2 separate regions of the Bombyx mori genome follow, and region 2 is linked to region 1. Evidence: chromatin contacts called from public Hi-C data. All regions are on one chromosome and are shown on one strand. Each heading gives the region's core, a stretch centred on a gene start, on an enhancer-like site or on the middle of the called end of the contact. The rest is flanking DNA. Distances are from core to core; before and after follow the strand shown.

What was found. Hi-C and Micro-C count contacts between places; a contact is called where the count stands out from the background.
Region 2: a Hi-C map of middle silk gland shows a contact between it and region 1, with 2.4 times the contacts expected there. The contact joins the promoter of LOC101745565 here to the promoter of Psf in region 1. A contact is called at or near these places in 2 of 7 Hi-C or Micro-C datasets (middle silk gland and posterior silk gland).

Annotation. Positions count from the first base shown.
Region 1 is chr12:11,520,149-11,528,028 of ASM3026992v2, reverse strand. It overlaps Psf (PTB-associated splicing factor), which reads left to right and starts at 5,024. Exons shown (of 11, transcript NM_001043943.2): 1 at 5,024-5,120; 2 at 5,206-5,374; 3 at 7,309-7,650. The coding sequence starts at 5,207. It overlaps LOC101742198 (DNA repair endonuclease XPF), which reads right to left and starts at 2,940. Exons shown (of 15, transcript XM_038014509.2): 1 at 2,700-2,940; 2 at 1,573-1,725. The coding sequence starts at 2,836.
Region 2 is chr12:12,458,938-12,466,817 of ASM3026992v2, reverse strand. It overlaps LOC101745565 (rRNA-processing protein FCF1 homolog), which reads left to right and starts at 4,963. Exons shown (of 2, transcript XM_062671568.1): 1 at 4,963-5,086; 2 at 6,378-7,029. The coding sequence starts at 6,426. The coding sequence ends at 6,992. It overlaps LOC101745231 (DNA methyltransferase 1-associated protein 1), which reads right to left. Exons shown (of 8, transcript XM_004926497.5): 8 at 7,588-7,880. The coding sequence ends at 7,779. LOC101745713 (NADH dehydrogenase [ubiquinone] 1 subunit C2) reads right to left here and starts at 2,333. Exons shown (of 3, transcript XM_038014355.2): 1 at 2,004-2,333; 2 at 1,733-1,876; 3 at 488-605. The coding sequence starts at 2,163. The coding sequence ends at 556. LOC101745864 (gastrula zinc finger protein XlCGF57.1) reads left to right here. Exons shown (of 9, transcript XM_004926502.5): 9 at 1-331. The coding sequence ends at 238.

The DNA of each region.
Region 1 (7,880 bases), core at 3,775-6,274:
AGGAATTATTCACAATTCTTAAGCTTCCCTTCCTCGAATACAGAGTACAATAGAGTTCGTTTTCAATGTATAGAACACTGTGCAAATCGGCCAGTAAGTATTTCGACATTTCGTAGAATTTTCTAGAGTTTTGCTTGTCGCACTATCATGGGTATGCTATTCAAGGTGAATGCTGTGAAATACCCTGAAACATGAGATCGAAGTCTGAATTATATTGTTTAAGGGCTGCCCTACCCTTTAAACTAAGTAGAAAGTGGTAAGATCACAATATGACCATACAAAGACAGTAATTACACACATTTAGAATATTTGCCCATTTTACTTTAATTATAGTATTACTACATTATTCCTTCATCATGGAAGTTGTCTTAAATGCATGTACTGTATAAAAAACTTTTTTTATTACTTAGATGGGTGGACGAGCTCACAGCCCACCTGGTGTTAAGTGGTTACTGGAGCCCATAGTCATTTACAACGTAAATGCGCCACCCACCTTGAGATATAACTTCTAAGATCTCAGTATAGTTACAACGGCTGCCCTACCCTTCAAACCGAAACGCATTACTGCTTCACGGCAGAAATAGACAAGGCGGTGGTGCCTACCCGCGCGGACTCACAAGAGGTCCTACCACCAATAACCAGTACAACCACTTCCTATTAGCCTGCAGGATTTGAACGAACCTACATACTATCTCTTTAATCAACGATGTTTGTAAACTTCAGTAACACTACAGGTTTATAATTAGATATTCTTGTATAAAGATGTTAGTCCGGTATTTAAAAAAATATATATTATTGCTTAGATGTGTGGACGAGCTCAAAGCCCACCTAATGTTAAGTGGTTTTCGGAGCCCATAAACATCTAGAACGTAAATGCCGCCACCCATCTTAAGACATGAGTTGTAAGGTCTCACTTTTAACAATACAATGGCTGCTCCGTCCTTCAAACCGAAACGTATTACTGCTTCACGGCAGAAATAGGCGGGGTGGTGATACCTACCCGTGCGGACTCACAAGACGTCCTACCATCAGTAATTACGCAAATTATAATTTTGTGGGTTTGATTTTTAATACATTGTGTATGTTATTATGTATTGTACATGTTATTACTTCACTGTGGAAGTCAATCGTGAACATTTAGTAAGTACATATTTCATAGGAGAATGGTACCCACTGGCGGGATTTGACCACCGATGCACTGCTATAAACAAATGCACTGGACGTCTTATCCCTTAGGCCATGACATCAACACAACAGTATGAGGAAGATTATAATGTATGTTTTCAAATGCTGCAACTGCAGAATTCAACCTGCTGTTGATTTATCAGAAGCTTAATTTAATATATAATTTTGGAACTAGTTTTTATGATGTCCAGTGCCTAGTGTCATGCATGTCTTAAGTCAAGAGTTTCATGTTCAAATTGGGTTAGTGCCATTGAATCAAGTTTTCTTTATGTATAAAATCTGTAGATATACATGTGTTCTTTATTGGCAGCTTACTTACGTTGATAACAAAGTGAGAAATTAATTTGTTCACTTGCATTGCAATGCATAGTCATTACTATAACTAACCTTTCATTGCCAAGTGTGGGTACTGGTGTCAATTGATTTTTTTCAGTAAAATATTTTTCTTCATTATCATTACTGTTTATAACTAAAACTAGATTACCAGGATCCTTGTGCACCCACAACAAATTAGCCACAATGTTGTTGTAATTATGGCCTCTGAAATAGTTACAATTATATTCATCATAGAATTGATGGATCAAAATGATTATAAAGTGCCGAACTGTAATTCAAAGGTGAGCATACTACTACTTTTGGATGTATGATGGGGATATTTTAGTATTAAACTTTCAGCTGTGGCTGTCATGTATCAACTACCTCTATTTAACCCTATAAGCTGAGTGTGGATAGAATGCTGGATAATATAGGTCTCACAAACATCTGAAGACTTTAGATCTAAGAGCTCTTTTGTTCTAAGAAAAATACCTTGAGAACTCTTTGTGATGATCCCATCATTTATTTTCACAATGTACTCCCAAGATCATGATGCATGGTGAGTGGTGGTATTACTGTCTTCATGTTTATCGTTTCTGGTAACCGCTTAACACTAAGTTAATGTGTAATCATCACTCCTTGCAGTAAAATATTATTAAAGTTGTTTCTTGTATTTTAATAAAACACTATTTAAAAGTTGATGATCATAGAACCGAGATCATAGAAGCTAGTAGTTATTACGTGACTTTTTTGAGACAGATAATATCTATGGGGTACAATTTATATTTATACCTTCACTTTATTTAAGAAGCTTTATAATTCAAATTTCATATAATTTTCTTTCAAAAGTGAAGAATATCCCATTTGAACTTATAACCCCAATAAACTTTTTTATGGTTTAAATTTTGAAAAACAAAGTAGACACAGTATGTTAGTTAATACCAATAAGAGATTCTTTTTGGTGTAAATGTGTACTAACACATTTAAATTCGTACTATTGTTTTGGTTAAAATGTGTTATAATTAGTTGAGTACTTTAATTTTTAAAAATCATCTCAACTAAAAATCACTTCGTATTTACCCTGCAATTCCTACATAAATTAATATTGTTAACACGAGTACGTTTAAGTAAAAACATAATAATATTTGTACATTCGAGAATTTTAATGGAGATTAAATTCAAAAAATAAGAACACCTACTTTGCCATTATTACAAGAGCATCTTTTTCAAACACATCAATGAAGATTTGCTTTTCGAATGACAACATGGGAAACTTATTCTTTAGATTCGAAACAGTGTTTTCTACATTTTCATCTTCCTGAATTTTTGCATTCATATTGGTTAAAGTAGGTAGGCAAATCAAATGAATAATATTTACTTAGGTAATAAGTACATATATACATAATATAGGTATGGTACGGGTATATACCAGTGAAGTATATGGGCTCAGTGAATTTAGCCTCCCTTTTTTTATTTTCGGTTTTTTTTTTTTTTTTATTATGTTTTCGTCGTTTGTTCGTTAATGCTCGAATGTAAAAAATGTTTGTTCGTCTTTTATTTATTTATAATTAATTAAACAAATGATCACCGTCAAGTTGGCCCCCTTTACTAGATATCTTTATTTTTATCATTCAGATTAATTAATTTTGATCAATTATCGTTTGTTCGATAATTATTGGTGATTGTTCGATCATAAAAGCAATTAAATTCTCAATTATTAATTATTTTATATCTAATAAGCCAACGATCACCTCAGACCACCTTTATTTATTTTCGGATTTTTTAAATTTTTAATTATTTGTTCGTCGTTTGTTCGTTAATGTTCAAATGTAAAAACTGTTTGTTCGTCTTTTATTTATTTATAATTAAAAAATTATCTTCAAATTAGCTTCAAAAAATTAGCAAAAATTAGCTTCAAAAATTATACTTGAGGTCCTTTGCAACACCTATCAATAAAAATTAGTTTTACCTAAAATGAAGTTATGGCAGAGCTCGTAAGTTTTTTTTAAATTTTGACTAATGAGGCCGCATTGAAATTGCGGATATTTCCGAAAAGGATCAATTTACATTATAGTCGAAAAAGTCGATTTTTAAGTAATGATCGATTTTTATTGAAAAATTTGAACTTTTATGTGTGTGGAAAACAAATACGTACGGGACGGTAATTCACGTTACACAAGGATTATCCTATTAGTGTGCCTCTAAACTAATATAATATCAATTACAGATCATTTTCAGTTGCAAAGAAAACTTTTTTGATTTATTTTTCTTTATTCAAATTCCGAAATCTGAAGCTATCGACTTTGTAAATAATAGGTGAAAAACGTTATTATTAGATTGCCTACGTGCGTTCAATTTAAAATAAATTCTTAAATTTAAACGAGTGTAACAAGAAAGACTTCACAATGACCACTCATCAACAACAAAACTGTTGGACGGTTGAGGGGACAGTTCTAGAGGTGAGGGGCTGTTAAAAAACACTCTGCTTCATGGTTAATATAATTATATTGCTGATACTTTGTATACTATTACATCACTACAATATTTTATTTTTATAAAACCCTAACACCGGTCACTAACATGCGCACGAATACGCAAACCCGCAAGTGTAGGACGACATTTGCAAATGATTATGCAAAGTTTTCGCTACATTCGTGGTTTTCCAAGCTGTGTCGGTTTTTTAACAGACATCAAAGCGCGCGAACCGCGAACCTTCGCGTAGTCTCCCACACATTCGTTTGCCCTGTTGCGCCGACGATTGCGAATGTAACGGACGTATCGCCATTTTCATAGATCGTGACGTCTACTGTGTAGCGTATCTTCATCAAAAGAAATCCCATAAAAACAGCATGGCTGTTAATGATGTCTGAGAAAGAATTCAAAACTCTTTTTCTCTTCAATGTTCTATTGACGAATTAAAAAGGAGGAGAAATTCGTGAGACATTCGTAAACAAGTGTAGGAGGAAGCGCAAACGGGTTCGCAAATTGAGTATGCGAACCCATTTGCACAGCTGCTAAGTTTGCGAATGAATGTTTGACATGCGCGCAAACATTCGTACATTGTACGAATATTTGCCCGCATGTGAGTGGCCGGCATAAGATGTTGCACTGTCCGTGTCTAGATGAGAACTCATTGTCCTCACTGAAGAGAAGACAATCATCTGCTTTATACATATAATTAAGCGATCCAATATTCGAAAACTGTTACTTCACATGTGACAAGTGTTGCCTACCATTACTTACATATTCAAACTCCAATAAAAACAATTAAAAAGAGGAATTAATTAAAAATTACCTAAAATAATTATATTTTTATGTTTGATTTTTATGGTTGCGTTTCATCCGAAACAGTAAAGATGAAAGTTTGATCATCGACTAGTTGATATCGATTCCATGGCTTTTATCGATTTTGATAAATCGATATGAGATTGACATTCCTAAGCCGGATACGGATTTAGATACATACTTGGTCCGACATTTTAAGATATCACGGTTGTCCGCTCTTTCGTACAACTAACGCCAGCGACGCCATAGCTTTTCCTCGTGCGTGGATTAGTTGAACGTGAATAAATATTAACGTAAAAATAACAATATCAAAACAAGAAAGTCCTTGTGCGTAGGTAAGTTTGTTTAAGTTAGTGTATTTTAAAATTAATTATGCTGCTAATAAATGTACGCGGACAACTAACTTTTACGATGTTGTAGAATGCAAATGCAAGCCATGAATAACTTCGGCAATCAAAGAGGATTTGGTGGACCACCGCAACCTCAACGGCAAGGAGGTCGTCGTGGTAATAACAGAGGATTTCGTAATTCGAGATTTGAGCATAATAGACCTCAACAGGGACAAGGAGGTCAACGGCCTAGTAATGAGGTGAGTAATAAAAGTACCGTTATTTTTATATAAACGCAATAATTAGGAATAGTCTTCTATTTAATAATGATATGTTTGGTTTTTTGACTATTCTTTAAAAGCTTCAAGTGTTTTGTGGTTGATTGAAATTTCTATAAAGTAATTCATGCCCGCCATTTTGTAGTTGCCTTACTAAGAACTCGGCTTCGCTTAGAATAATGTTTGTCTATTTTTAATAAATAAATAAAAATTCTAATAGAAAGTGGCTTTCGATAAAAACTCTTCATTACTGATGTTCTCCATTACCAAATTATATCAAACTAAATTTCACAATTAGTACATAGTAGTGAGTTTGAACGTCATCATTGTATTTCTAGTAGGTAACTATGAAGGTATCTACTATTGATGAATAACATCGCTGAATCATCAAACTCTACAAATTGATAATTATATAGTAAGAATTTGACAAGTACGAATTTATGGTATCTACAAAAAGATAAATACCTATTCTAAAAAAGATATCCTAAAAATTGAAATTAAATTTCATTAATGAGTCGAAAGGACTGTACCTAAATAAATATTCAATACAATTATAAATACTTCAAATTTTAAAATTGTTTTTTTTAAAACCATTGGCTTTATATATCATTATGCACAAACAATAAAAAATAACATTGGCCTGTCTGAATTTTAATCCCACACTATCAAAGTATAGTAGGTATAATATGAGTGAAGAATTCAGGATTACAATTTGGATTATTCCTTGTTCAGTATTCATTAGCTACTGATTTGTAAGTAAATATTTTTAAATGATAAACAGGCTTTCAAACTTAATTTGACCACATGTCCACTTTGAAATAATATTCTGGGGACACTAGTTTATGGTATTAAAATAACTTATCTTAGAATTTTCAAATACATCATCATCATCATTCTTTTCTATTTCCCTCTGCTGGGGTGTAGGGCTCGAATCAAATCCGTCCATTTTTATCGGTCTTGGGCAGTCTGTTCTAGCTCCTCTCACGTCATGCCTAAGACACCTAACTCTTGCTCCACCGAGCGACGCCAAGTTGTTACATTACAAAAATTATACTAAAAGCATGATGATAATAAAAACATATAGAATAAATTAGGGATCTGAGAGTTAAGTTTATTTAATGAAAAGTGATGTTTATTTGAACTTTTTTAATATCGGGTTTGCATTTGTTATCTTTAATGCTAACTTTCACTGTATAATTCTGCACATTTTTAAAATAAAGTTTAATACATTGTAACAGCTAAATGACTGAAAACCCAGTTACATAATAATTTTTAAGTGTTAAATGTTCTTTGGAACCCTTGTCATCAAAGTATGGCACCACCCAACATGTACTGTAATGTTAATGTCACAATTGAAATTGTATAACAGTTGTACTGCCCTTCAAAAGATACTGAAAAGTTTCCTAGCCCTATCTCCCCTAAATGAAGATTAGCAATCACCATATGCCGGCATTCTCATTATTTTCTGAGCCTTTTTCTATACAGGAAGAGATTGGTGTTTCTATTCTAGGCGTCATAGACACCATTACAGATAAAACATTACCCACCATTACAGATAGAATTGTATGCACTTTCATTAGTATAAAGGCAGTTGTAAATTGTATTGACCTTATGACCTATGTATTGGTATGACTTATGTAGGTAGGTAGGTTTGTATGTCATTAAATGTTGCATTTACATTTGAAAATAAACTAGTAGGTATTTAAAATAAAAAAGTAATAAAAATAATAATAGAATGAAATAGAGTATCTAAATGTGTTATACCTATAAAACTTTATTTTTATTGGCATCTCATTTGATCCGGTTCAAAACATCAATTTACCAAACCATGTTTTTTATTTAAGTTAAATTTTTATTAAAATTTAGATTAAGTGACACAGTCACAGAACAGATAAAACCTGTATCTTTATTTTTAGAAGGCAACATCACAATCGAATCAGCCTGCTGAGAAATCTAATCAACAGCAGCAGCAGCAAAACCAACCTAAACAGCAATCGTCTAGGCCACAGCAAAAAATGGAAACTACAAATGTACCACAATCCACCAATCAACAACAACAGAGCCAACAACAACCACAACAACAGCAACAAATACCACAACAACAGCAGAAACAGATGCAACAACAACAACAGCAGAAACCTGTTAATGCTCCTGCAAAATCGGAACCTCAAGAAAATACTGACAAACCGAAATTTGAACCAAATAACCAGAACCAACAAATTAATCAACATAACAATCTAAACACGCAGCAACAAAAGGTATTTTTGTTTTAAAAATACATTTTTAGTGTTCATGAATTTATTTTGTTTGAGTGTAGTGTATATATATATAATAATATATGAGTACTGGACTCTGAACTTGTGGCAGGCAGCAATCTCAGTTATACTGTAAAATGACTCCCACCGTTTAAACCTGTATTACTCATTTTTTTAAATATTAGCATACAAACTCAATGATGTATGTTTTGCAGTTACTATGCTCAATAGAA
Region 2 (7,880 bases), core at 3,714-6,213, 940 kb before region 1:
AACTCAAATTGGAGAGAAACCTACGACAAACATACTTCAGATACTGGAACATAATCAGTCATTAATATCCTATAATGAGAAACATGTTAAAGATATGTATTCACAGTATAAAGTGCTTGAGAATCACAACTGTGCAATTTGTGGTGAAGGATTTAACTATATAACAGCATTAGCACAGCATTATCTACATCAGCATAAAGGTTATGATCCTTTACAAAAGAATTATGGTCCAACATAAGATATTTTCCAAATGAATTTTCAAGTGAAAGCTTAGATCTGTTTACACACTGTATTCTGCTTTAGCTATTAAAAATGATGCAACCCTAAAGAATATTGTTTCCTTTTAAATTAATACACTTGAGTTCTTAATTTTAAAATAAATATTTTCTACTTAACTTGCAACGTGATAAATGTTCAGTTATTTAATATTCTTCATTACCTTATTACAAAAGTGTTAACTCAATAAAAATAAATGAAACCATTGAAATAAATTACTGAAAACTATTTATTTTACATTTTTTAACATTTCACAACAACTCAATATTTAATTTACATTTAACGAACTGGGATCCAAGGTTCAAACAAGTCACCAATCTTCTTACGTTCTGCAAAAGGAATATTGATAGTGCTTAGTCACATCCAAGAACATTGGCAAATGTCATTGTCCTATTGGATAAGAGTTTATATTTATTTATTTCATTTATGGGTTAGGTAACATCCTCTCTTAATGAGTGGCCAAAACTTAAAGGAAATGAACATAATTCTTACCACTGATGTAAGTGTACCAGTGAAAGTTAATAATCTTACAGATGGTAATGTAGGTTTTTTAACACTACCCAACAATACTAGTAACAAAGACTGATATATTTAAACAATATGGACAAAAAAATATATATTGTCAAGAAGTGACAATTGCTTAAATATTATTTATTACAATAATACACATTAGTCTCTTCAGTTTACATGATCCATAGATGTCTTTAGAAAAGTACTTTAATAGTTTAATCACACAATTATTGTACCTATTTGTAATATTGTGTCAATTATAAAAAATCAGACAGTAGCATAATATTCAATGTCAACAGAAAACACTAGAGTTGTGCTTGACCAGTAAACATGTAGAGCATTTGAAATATATGAATTAGTTCGAGAATCTCAAAAGTAATTTTAATTGTCGTAATAATAAGATTAGTTATTGGTATTGCAATCATATTTAATGCCAATTAAAAACAAAATTTTTGACTTTAATGAAATGGGGAAGGGAAAAATTGTATCTGTTACATAAAACATTGCAAACCTAGAAATTGGTTATGGGCTCATAAAACCTATCATGGTCAAAGGGTTTATTGAGTGTTAAAGAATAGCTGCTTTTATGGCTATCCTCCAAAAGTTAACAAGAAATACTTTTTAAACAGTCAAAATACACCTCATGATAATGCTAACATACATTTTATTTATAGTCAATGTCTAATCATTTTTGTGATAGCTCACTCAATTGTATCTGCAGAGATATCCAAAACAAACAAAAAAATCTAGTTTATCAAAATATATGGTATTGTGTACAATTGGAATACTGGATATTCATAACAGAGAGAATTTCGCTTTACCAAAAGACATTTTAACTTCGATGACATTGTAAAAAAACAGAAGTAGTTTGAATGAGAGTACAAGACAAAAACATTTAAGCACACTATACAACTGATATTATAATCTTTTTAAATATCATACATACCGGGAACAGGGAAATCATCTGGGTGTAATTCTATATAATGCCTGTATACTGCATCCTTTTCTGCTAAATATTCATTCCGTTTATGCTGTACATAACTTAAAATGCTGACCCAACCTCCAGTTGCAATTATATGTTTTTGGATACCTTTTAAAATAAAAAAGCAAGAACATTAATATTCAAGTGGAATGTTGCCTAATTTTTAAGATTATTTCTTGACTATTTCCTCATTCATATTTAAAAACACATTTGTTATTGTTATGTAATTACTAACCGCTGAACACTGGCCGTTTAGTCTGGAAGTTTAGAAACATTCCTGTGCCAATACCGAACGTAACTCCTATTATTTCAGGCCAATATTTGTTCAGAAAAGGTTTTTGTCGTCCTTCATCTCCTAATTTTAGGAGTTCTTGGGCAGACATATGCAGCGACATTTTCGAAATTGGCAATCTACTCTGGTTTCTTCAGAATCAGATTCGAATTTCAGAATTTTCAATGTAGGTAGGTATTAATGTTTTTTTTTTGGTACAATTTTTCCTTGTTAGGAAAGGCAAGGGGATCTAAGCCCATGCAGCCTTGTCTGCTCTATATATTCTATGAAATGGAGGGTAATAATGTTTTTTTTTTAAGGAAATTTATGACCTGGTAACTAAGACCTTTAAGTCATGTCTTATTTTAAATATATTTCTTTTTTTTTTTTTTTTTTATTTTTTTTATTTCTTTATTAGAGCCATATTATTATATTAATATATTTTATATATATAACCATATTAATATATTTCTTAATTTTATGAAAAATGATAACATGGAGTGAAATGAAATGAAAATAATTAATTTGGGACATTAATCAACTGGGATGAAATAAAATGAGATGAGATTATATGGGATGAAATATAATCTCAGTAAAATGGTGGTCATTTACGGCTCAGTGAATTTAGCCCCTCTTTTTTTGATATTCGGATTTTATTTATTTATTTGTTCGTCGTTTGTTCGTTAATGTTCGAATGTAAACATTGTTTGTTCGTCTTTTATTTATTTATAATTAATTAAACAAATGATCACCGCTATGTTGGCCCCCTTTACTAGATATCTTTATTTTTATCACTCAGATTAATTAATTTTGATCAATTATCGTTTGCTCGACGAATATTGGTGATTGTTCGATCATAAAAACAATTAAATTCCTAATTATTAATTATTTTATATCTAATATGCAAACCTTCATCTCACGCCTAAGTACACTGCGCATGCACCGGATTTGTCGGTAAAAAATATTCGAAAATCAAAATGGGGTCAAATTCAGTGAGCCGTCTCTGGATCTCAACTACTACAAGACAAGTCGTAATCACTACATAGTGTACAACAAAGTCGCTTTCTCTGCCCCTATATCTGTCTGTCCCTATTTATGCTTAAATCTTTAAAACTACGCAACGGATTTTGATGATAGATAGAGTGATTGAAGAGGAAGGTTTATGTGTATAATAACATCCATTAAATAGTGGACAAATCAATAATAAATTACAGTTTCCGAAGCAAAGCGAGGGCGGGCCGCTAGTCATTAATATAATAGTTAGCAAATTATATATTAGTCAGTATAAATTAAACACGTCACTCCCAGTAAAAGTGTAACAAAGAGAAAAGCAACTTGTTTGAACAACGACTTCTTGAAAACTTTATTCTGAATTTGGTGGAATTTTTTGCTAAGAAATTCGCAGAAATAAAAACTAAAAAATCCATTGAAATATCATTAAATTTCCATTAATAAACAGAGACAAAATTCAATTTCATCTCATTCTACGTTTTCACAATTTTATAGTAATAAGCACCTTTTTTAAGCCTTGTTTCATGATTATTCTTCATCATGTGTTGGCTTAGTTCTCTAATAGAATAGTTTATAGTCTATTCATTAACACAGATTTTCTCTTGAATTAAATGTTGCAATTTAGATTAATATCTTTCTTTTAATTTAACTTTTATTATTTGTTGTATTCAGATAAGCTAAGTCGTAAGCTATAAAATATTAAATTTCTTCGATATTCAAGAGTCGTAGATATAATTAAAACTACTTTTACGTTAATCTCCCATTTTTATTGTCCTTATAGTTATTACAGAGAGAGAGAGAGAAAAAGAATACACTTTATTGCACACCAAAACACAATTAACATTAAAAAAACTGTCAACGAGCAGACACATTTGTACAATAGGCGGCCTTATCGCTAAAAGCGACCTCTTCCAGACAACCATTTAATTTACAGAAATTTTGGAAAAGATAAAGATATAGCAGGTATATTCCTTCACCATTCTTTTAAAGCAGTAAAGTTGGAGCTCTTCTCACTGATCCGGCAGAGCATTCCACAATCGAACCGCCTAGATGGTGAATGAATTATTAAAGAATGATGAAGAATGCGCGGGCATTTTCAGTCTCAGGCTATCCGATGATCTCAAAAATTATGCGTATCACCTAGGAACACGAAATGTTCTTTGAGATATGTGGGGGTAAGAGAATACATTAAAGTAAAGAAAGTTCTGGTTTCGGTTCGGTCAGTTTCAGTCTGGCAAACAAGTTTACGTATAGATATGTTATAGATGTACAGTTTATTGTAAAACTAATTGCACTACCGATGTACTGATGGCAAAACGATGGCAATTAATAAAAAAATTTTTGGGAACAAAGCTTCAGTGTCATAAATAAATAAAAACTAGCCCTCATACAGAGTACTAGTATCAATTTTTCTAGGGCTTTTTGACACAAACGCTAGGTGCGAATTTCTGCGAATGGATTTTCTTTTGTTAATTGAGTGTTTCTTCAGCCTTCAGCGCGTAATAACGGGGGTTTATTAACTGATTAGTATCTGTGAAAGTGCATTAATGTGGAAAATTTAAAGATTCGCTGGACGTAGAAAGTGCACAAATGTGGGAAAATGTAGCAAAGCTGCTAAACGTAATTCTCGGGATCCTCCAAAAAGTCCACTGAAAAAGTCTTAGTAAGACCACCATTTTACTGAGATAATATTTCATCTCATAACGTCTCATCTCATTTCATTTCATTCCATGTTTCATAATAATCAACTTTATTTCATTTTTCTTATAAAAAGTATTTAAAAGACTAGCGGCCCGCTCCGGTCAACAAAAATTTCAATGATACTTGACGTTGTTTTATTTTTTAAATAAAAGAACATAACTGTAATGGTTAGACATAATAATATACTGTCGCGACACTTTTTGTAAATAATAATGTGTTCTACAAAGTCGTAGTACATTATTTTATTCTATCGTCAATAGTTTTCGCAGGGCACGCGATGTAAAGAATATTTTAAGTATTTTTTTTACACCTTGGGTTACATTATTGGAGTTTTAGTAAGGATCCCTAATTTTTTTTAAAGAAGATTATAGCCTATGTCACTCGGGAATAGTGTAACTTCCACACAGTAAAATAATTTTTCTAATCGGTTCAGTAGTTTCGGAGCCTATTCAATACAAACAAACAAACAAATCTTTCCTCTTTATAATATTATTAAATTAAATTAGTATAGAAGTATAGATTAGGCTGTATGGTATGATATATTTGCCTTTCCAGTTTGAAAAATAAAAATAATATTACTTTTTAAACCTAAACTTTATATGTAGATTGGAACTCCGAGTGGGAAAAGTCTTGTTTATCAAAAGGTGGACGATATCGTCGTCTTCATATCGAAATTAATTTAAAACCTTGGTTTTCTAAGTTTAATTTCCCAAAAAAAGTAACATCTACCATATCGAGATTAAGATTTGGCCATTGTAGTTTACCCAGTCATTTATCGAGAATTGGTGTCGTTGACTCAGATGCTTGTGAACATTGCAATACCAATGGAAACATCGAACATACATTATTTGAATGTGTCAAATACAAATCCAAACCACTTTATGAATTCCTTATAAAATTTCGTGCTCCTCTCCCTTGTGACTCCTACACTATACTTTCCTTTGTTGATTTCAAATATACTAAAGCTCTTATTTCTTTTCTAACCTTCCATAATATTTTATTATAATATCTTTTCTTCTTTACATTACTATATTTTACTATATGTATATATTGCCCTAGTTCCTCCTATACCGCCTATTTCTAAAGTCCCTGCTCCTATCCCTCTACACTGGAATATCATGGCAACTTGACATTTCAAGATGAAGTTACTATGTCGCCTTTGGCTGACTCGACTCTGGCTAAAATAAGCTTCCGAATGAAGTTTGATCGCCATATTGAAGAAAAAAAAAAAAAAACTTTATATGTCGTACTGTCAAAAAAACGTGGTGTTATTCATAAATCTTGATATATTTTTGGTTTATTTGTGTATTAAATATGGATATAAGAGTGTAAATTGCAATGTGCGCAGATTGTAATAATAATACTAAAATCGGAAATCCTTAGTATTGATGCATTTTGAAATAACAAATAAAATTTATAAGAATTGGGTGCACATCGTACTGTTCGTAGGGTTTATCGTTACTGTATCGGTTTGTGTCAATTAAAATAGAAGTTAAGGTTTTTGGAATACAAATATTTATAAATCATTATAATGGTAAGAACCCAAGACGTTTTCAGTAAAAAATAATGCTATTACATAAATTTGCAAACACATAGAATCATAACCTTATTATTGATTTATTTTAGGGCAAACAACGAAAAACGAGGAAAATAGTAGAGAAAAGATTTGCAAAAATGAAAAAAATGATCAACCCCAGCGACTCTCGGATAAAAAATAGCGAAAGGAGTGAACCAAAGAAGAAGAAACCTGTAGATCCTCATGTAATTAAAATACGTGAAGTCCCACAAACAAGTTCCGCACTATTCTTCCAATACAACATGCAGCTAGGACCGCCATATCATGTACTAATTGACACAAACTTCATCAACTTCTCAATAAAGAACAAACTTGATATCATACAAAATATGATGGATTGTCTTTATGCTAAATGCATACCATATATTACTGATTGTGTCCTTGGAGAATTGGAAAAACTTGGAAGAAAGTATAGAGTAGCTTTAAGGATTATCAAGGACCCACGATTTGAGAGGATAGCATGTCTTCACAAAGGTACATATGCTGATGATTGTTTAGTACAAAGAGTTACACAACATAAATGTTATATTGTAGCTACAAATGACAAAGATTTGAAACGAAGAATTAGAAAAATACCAGGTGTGCCTATAATGTATGTTGCGGAACACAAGTATACAATAGAACGAATGCCGGATGCATATGGTGCTCCAAAAGGAGCAATTTAACATTAGATATTTAATTTAATAAATATTATATTATAAATTTTTGTATTGATTCTAATGGTAATAGAATTTTTAAAATATTAGTCCACTGCTACTGCAAAGCAGCCACATATTCACAAACTCAAATGCATTTAAATGTAAGTTCAATAATGGTTCAAATTGTTATTTTTAAGCCTATATCTATATTAAACATGCAGTGCTTTGTTAGTGTTCTCTAGTGAGATTTTTTCTAACTTTACCTATCTAGAAGACTTTAATCAACATTACAGCGTTTGGCTTTGAGTGGTACAACAACCAACATACAATACAACTTAATCGTCTACTTTGTGTGTCTTAAGCATTCATGTTGTGATGTGTATAAGCCAGGTTACTTATCAATGCAATAAAATGATTTAAAAAGCCTGTAACAAACTATTACTGTCTGCTATTTCAAGGCACTGCCCATGTCTATTGGCTATGGTAATTACATATCATCATGGATTGCAAGTATCTAGTATCTCCTACCACAAAACGTAAAAACGATATATGGACTGCCTTTACAATAATGTGCCAGGCCTAACATATTTAAACAGAATGTTTAGGTCAGATAAAAGCTCAATTTGTCTATTGCATGTTAATTTATTTTTCTGAAGTAAGTTTCAGTGGTGTACATACATTTAAATCTAACATTGAAAATGTCCTTATCTAGAATACAACCAATCTGTTTCTTTTACTTTTCTGATTTAAAGTTTTTGTGAAAATATATAAAAAAAAACAGTTCATTGTTTACTCTCTGTAACAATAACAATACTATATGGTTGTATTCATTGCACCAGGAGAACCAACCACATCAATTATTTCACCAACTGGTTTCGAGTCACTGTCCACACTTGTGTTGCATATTGATGCTGG